2 separate regions of the Sus scrofa genome follow, and region 1 is linked to region 2. Evidence: chromatin contacts called from public promoter capture Hi-C data. All regions are on one chromosome and are shown on one strand. The core of a region is the stretch at or near the end of the contact, and the rest is flanking DNA. Distances in the headings are between cores, read along the strand shown.

Region 1 (2,980 bases), core at 228-2,727, 110 kb after region 2:
CCTTGGCAGCCCTGTCCTCACCTGCAGGCTGCCCACACACACTCCCTTCCAAAACGGTGCCCCTCTGATGCCAATTGGCTGACTGAGCTACTGTGGGAGGGAGTCTATGGGAGGGGTGGAGGAAGGGGATGTGGATAAAAATTTTATAAACTAAACTTCAAGTTTAAAACTTGATTTACCCTTTCAGCCAAATTCACAGTGAAAGATCCATCTCCTCTTAAAAACCTTGGACACTGAAGAGTTAAAAGAGTATGGAAGCTGGTGTAGCCTGGGGCTGTCATCCAAGGCCAGCAGCAGGAAGGGTTTGGTTCTGGCTAAGCTACAGACAGGCCATCTGGATGTGCGGAAGGCCTAGAATGCCAGAAGCAGCTTTTCTTTTTGGTGTTAGGCTTCATTAAGTTCAGCCTGGGGAAGAGTCTTTTCAGTTTAAGACCCAAACTGAGAAGTCTTCTTTGAACAGGGATTTGATATTTTGAATTTTATATAAAACAAACACCCACTACATATACTCTTTTGGGAAAGAAGGTCATGAAAAGCAATGTCCACGATTAAACATATTTTTAAAAGGATGTAGATCAGATTCACTTGACTTGTAAATATATGTGTAGTCTTTAAATAATTTTGCTAGGAATAGATAAATCTGGGTAGGTTATTCAAAAAAATATACATATTTTTGTACAGCACCACTTTGTGACTCTTATGAAGAATTATTTCATTGTTTTTCCAATAGTCCACTTGGAAAGGCAAGTTTACCACATTGAATTTAAAATTATTTTCTTTCTCCATTTTTGTTTTATATTTAATTATATTACATTTGGCATAATGCTACGTGGGCCAGTTGTAATTCCTTTCACAGGAAATTTTTCTTTACTAAAATTGAGGAAAACAAAATGCTGGAGTTCCCGTCGTGGCTCAGTGGTTAACAAACCCGACTAGCATCCATGAGGACGCAGGTTCAATCCTTGACCTCTCTCAGGGGGTTAAGGATCTGGCATTGCCCTGAGCTGTGGTGTAGATCACAGATGCAGCTAGGATCCCCTGTGGCTGTGGCTGTGGCTGTGGTGTAGGCTGACAGCTACAGCTCCGATTGGACCCCTGTCCTGGGAACCTCCATATGCCTTGGGTGTGGCCCTAAAAAGACAAAAAAAAAAAAAAAAAAAAAAAAGAAAAGAAAAAGAAAAACAAAATGCTGCAGGGAAATTATAGCAACTTCCTACTCTATATCACTCATGAACATACACTCTGGAAACCACCCTCTTTAAGAGATATGATCTATTCTTCCCTAGCTATAGCAGCCTGTGTTGAACTTGTAGTGTGTTATCCTTAACAATTAAAGGAAAAAGTGAATGTAAATTCATTCAAACAAAACAAAGCAGGAAAGGGATAATTCCTTAAGAGAATGCTTACCTTAAGGAAGAGAAAATGCACGTTTCTTTCTGGTTGGGGACAGGGGTGGTGGTGAGGTGATTTTATTTCTCTCCAAGGTGTTAATTGCCACCTAGCAGCAGAAAAAGGAATTGCGCATGTAACTTTGGACTTCAATTCTAGAAAACACTGATTTCAAAGGGCACGTCACTTAGAACATCTAAGGAATTATTAACCTCCTGGTAGAATAATTTGAATTTTCCCATCTTGTTGTGAGGAAAGAAAAAGAAATGCAACAAATGAAAAATGTTGCCTAATTTATAAGAATATTCTTTCGATCCTAAAATGTCTCTGTTCTTTTATTTCTCAATGGTTACCCTTGCCACCTCAGCAACAGGCCAAAGGAAAAGAAACTCTGAAGCCATTTTGACACTTAAAAAAAATTGCTGGCTTTGACCCATTAAAGGAAGAAATGCCTGTTTTTAATATAGAAAGTGGTTTTCCAAACAATCTCAGGGTTATTTGTAAGAAAATGAGACCAGAATACATTTTATTTTGCTAGGGTACTAAGAGTTCATTTTACTTTTATTTTTTTCCTTTTGGCCTTGCCTGCGGCATGTGGAAGTTCCCAGGCCAGGGATTGAACCCTCACCATAGCAATAACCTGAGCTGCAGCAGTGACAATGCTGGATCGTCAACCCACTGAGCCACAGTGAACTCCTCAACAAGATTTTATTTATTTCTGAAAATTAAAAGGCTTTTTTTAAAATAAAGGATGAAATAATTTCCAGACCAAATGATTACTCAAATGTGCTAAACAGGAGTTCCCACCGTGGCTCAGCAGTAACAAACCCCACCAGTATCCATGAGGATCTGGGTTCGATCCTTGGCCCCACTCAGTGGGTTAAAGATCCAGCGTTGCCGTGAGATGCAGCTGGGATCTGGCATTGTTGTGGTGAAGGCCAGCAGCTGCAGCTCCAATTTAACCACTAACCCAGCTGGGGAACTTCTCTATGTTATGGGTGCAGCCCTAAAAAGAAAAATAGGAGTTCCCTTAGTGGCTCAGTGGTGAACGAATCTGACTTAAGGAACCATGAAGTTGTGAGTTTGATCCCTGGCCTTGCTCAGTGGGTTAAGGATCCGGCGTTGCCATGAGCTGTGGTGTAGGTCGTAGACGAGGCTCGGATCCTGCGTTGCTGTGGTTCTGGCGTAGGCCAGCAGCTACAGCTCCGATTAGACCCCTAGCCTGGGAACCTCCATATGCTGTGGGAGTGGCCCTAGAAAAGGCAAAAAGACAAAAAGAAAAAAGAAAAAAACAATCAATCAATCAAATATGCTAAAGAAGGATGTCCCTATTTCAAACTTCACCATCCATGTTTCTATTTTTGTAGCAGTCAGCCATATTGAATGCTAAAGCTTTAAAGGAGAGTATTACTATGTGTCATAGATCTTGGCAGCTAAATAAAAATACCTCAAACTGGAGTTCCCGTCGTGGCGCAGTGGTTAAAGAATCCGACTGGGAACCATGAGGTTGCGGGTTCGGTCCCTGCCCTTGCTCAGTGGGTTAACGATCCGGCGTTGCCGTGAGCTGTGGTGTAGGTCGCAGACGCGGCTC
Region 2 (2,700 bases), core at 185-2,684:
AAGCTTCTTGTATTTCAGGAACTTTTTCCAGAACAAAACTTTTCTTTTTTTCACCCTGGAAGTTAACATGCTTTCAAACACGCTAATTCAACTCGGGAACTGAAGCGATAAAACCGCCCTCCCTTCCTTACCAAACCTTGCTTTCTGGTAACATACCTGTTCTCTCGAAACGCAAGGCAACGAAGGTCTCCTAAACATTTTGCAACTTCCATAGTAACTGGCTGAAGTTTCTCCGAACGACACGCAGCTGGACCTCCTCCGGGGTCTGATCACAGGCACTTTTTCTTCGGCGGTACTGGACAACCGAGGATGATGGGGAGCTTCCCTGATTTGAAAGAAGTGATCCAGCCCCAGGGCCAGCAGGCAGCCGACGCTCCCCACCAGGCAGGACAGCAGCGGCCGGACGGCTGGGGTCAGCGCCCCGAGGCTGGTGAAGGACACCCACCAGACGAAGCTGGAGAGGAGCAGCACCAGGATGCTGTGCTGGAGCCTCGCCGGGTGCACGAGTGTCAGCAAGCCCACGCAGCTCAGCACCAAGAACCACCTGCCTGCCACCGCTGCGGGCGTGTGCGGGGCCGGGGTCCCAGCGTCTCCGTCCCCCCAAGGCCAAGACCCCCACTGCTCCACCAAGAAGTCCCCCAGGTAACAGCAGCCAGGCAGCGCCAGCAGCCACCAGGAGCCGCCGCCGCTCCGGCCCGGGCCGGGGCCCCGCTTGGTCCGCGTCAGGAAGCAGGTGAGGAAGAAGAAGGCACAGGCGATGCTGAAGAGGGGGCTGAGGCTGTGCGAACAAACGCTTAACAGGGTCCGCAGCCGGGCGGCCCCAGCAGCCCAGCTCTCGGGCCCCGAGCCGAACAGCAGGGCGAGGACAAAGGCGGCCAGGGCGCCCAGCGCGAGGCGCGCCGGGGAGAAGGGGGAGCCGCGCCGCGGCTGCTGGGGGGAGGCCCGCGGCGGCAGCAGCAGCTCCACGTTGCAGAAGCGGCAGAGGTGGAAGAAGAAGCCGCGCGGAGGGTCCTGCCGCAGGGGGCTCACGCAGCCCTTCACGTAGCCGTTCCTCAGGCTCTCAGGGGGAGAGCCGGCCCCGTCCGGCGGCTGTGGATACCGCATGGCTTTGGCGTCTCGCTCGTCCCTCCTCATGGCCCGGACCCGGAGTGGCAGCAGGGGCTCGGCACGCCCCGCTCAGACAGCAGCAGCGGCTCGCGCTCGGGGCGCCCCCCGGCTCGGCAGCGCGTCAGGGCTGCGCCCGCCGCCTCGGCCCAGGGTCCCCGCCGCGCGGCCGGGGAAGCGGCGGGGTCCGCGACATGCTGGCTGAGCAGAGGGGCGGAAGGGGCTTTGCTCCCGGACCGCTGCGGCAGGACCCTCTCCTTTTGCCTCGGACACTTCTCGACACTAGAGCCTCGGTGTCGCCTCCCAGCTCCCGCGGGCTGCAACAGTTACCTCACGGCCCCAGCCTGGTCCGTTGGGCGCGCGAGCGGCGGGCGGGCGCTCCTCCCCCGCCGCTGCCCCGGCCGGGCGCGCGCCCGGCCCGCCGCCCGCGCGCGCTCGCGCCCTGTCCAGTCCAGCAGCCACCGGCACCGCCTCTTGTTCTCGTAGCTGCTGGTCTCGACGTGAGCCGGGGACCCCTGCCCACTAATAGTGCGGGGACTGGAGAGAGCGCGGCTAGGGCTGTCGGAAGACTGGCCGGGGCTGGGAGAGACAGGCGGAGTCCTTTTCGGATAGAAGAGGGCGCGCCCGCCATCCTGGGACCCCAGGCGCGCAGGTTCCCTTTGGGGTAAGTCACAGACTTCAGCCAAGCTCCGACAGGTCACTACCGGGAGCTTGGGTTAAGAGGGCGTTTATGGCCCCCAAGGGGATTGCCTAGTAGAGAAACTGAGTTGAAGAGGCGGCGGGTCCTACCTCTACCCTCATTTCAGTTTAGGGTGGGTCATTGGACTGTCCAAGCGTGCTGTGACCCGGTAAGGGTCAGCCACCACCAAGGTCATGGCGAACAAGCTCATTGTGGCTAGATCTGTCCCTCAGCAGCAACGTGGACTCTTGGGCCACGCTGCAGACCCTTGCAACGGTTTTTAAGGAGAAGCATGCACCTGGAGCGCTCTCTGGAAGCATCCTAGTAGATATTATGGAGTTTGTCTTTCTCAAGAACCATCTTCATGGGAGAGGAACTACTGTTCCATCTTAGCACTCCCTGCCCAAACATACCCTCTGTTCACATCTGTATCCCTACCCCCAACATGCCTAGAAAATCTGTTGGAAAGTTCTTTCCACGTAGAAGGCTTTTTCACTGTAATTGCGTGTTGGGGTGGGGGGTTGCAGGGGCGATTGAAGGATTAGGAGTTCTCACCAAGACCATTGCCTAGTTTATATCAGTTGGCCATGAAAGGAGCTAAATAGGATGCTATCTGTGAATTACTAGTGAAACTAACTGCACGTAGGAAACACTGACTTGAAAGCGGGAAGAACTTTGCTGTACCAAAGGGACTGCTCTGGAATTTCACCAATCATAACTGCCTTAGAGAGTGAACTGTGTTTCCCTCCACCGAAAGTCTCCCTTCAACCTCATGACAGCCCTGCATTTCTCAGAGAGCTAATTCCACATTTTTCCAGGGAGATGTGAAACCTTACTGTGTGGTAAATCCCACAAACAGGCCCATTTTTCACCAATTAATCTCTGCCCACAGCCATGACCTAGAACAGACTATTTTC

The links. Promoter capture Hi-C pulls out the DNA fragments that hold promoters and counts their contacts.
Region 1: a promoter capture Hi-C map of liver shows a contact between it and region 2, with 8 times the contacts expected there. The contact joins the enhancer-like site here to the promoter of PDE3B in region 2. A contact is called at or near these places in 2 of 5 promoter capture datasets (fetal liver and liver), 18 of 47 Hi-C or Micro-C datasets (alveolar macrophages, blood, embryonic fibroblasts and 9 more) and 2 of 2 datasets of contacts at active chromatin or transcription factors (alveolar macrophages and skeletal muscle).

Annotation. Positions count from the first base shown.
Region 1 is chr2:44,724,719-44,727,698 of Sscrofa11.1, forward strand. It overlaps LOC106507279 (a long non-coding RNA gene), which reads right to left. Exons shown (of 7, transcript XR_001303160.2): 3 at 1,408-1,498. Among named protein-coding and RNA genes, the nearest start is that of PSMA1, 14 kb to the right of the region's middle. Within about 2 kb of position 1,478, at least 5 of the 83 cell types and tissues checked have an H3K27ac peak or open chromatin away from gene starts, as enhancers often do. A contact at or near this core is called in fetal liver and liver, where this site is marked.
Region 2 is chr2:44,612,641-44,615,340 of Sscrofa11.1, forward strand. PDE3B (cGMP-inhibited 3',5'-cyclic phosphodiesterase B) reads right to left here and starts at 1,435. Exons shown (of 17, transcript XM_021083299.1): 1 at 157-1,435. The coding sequence starts at 1,134.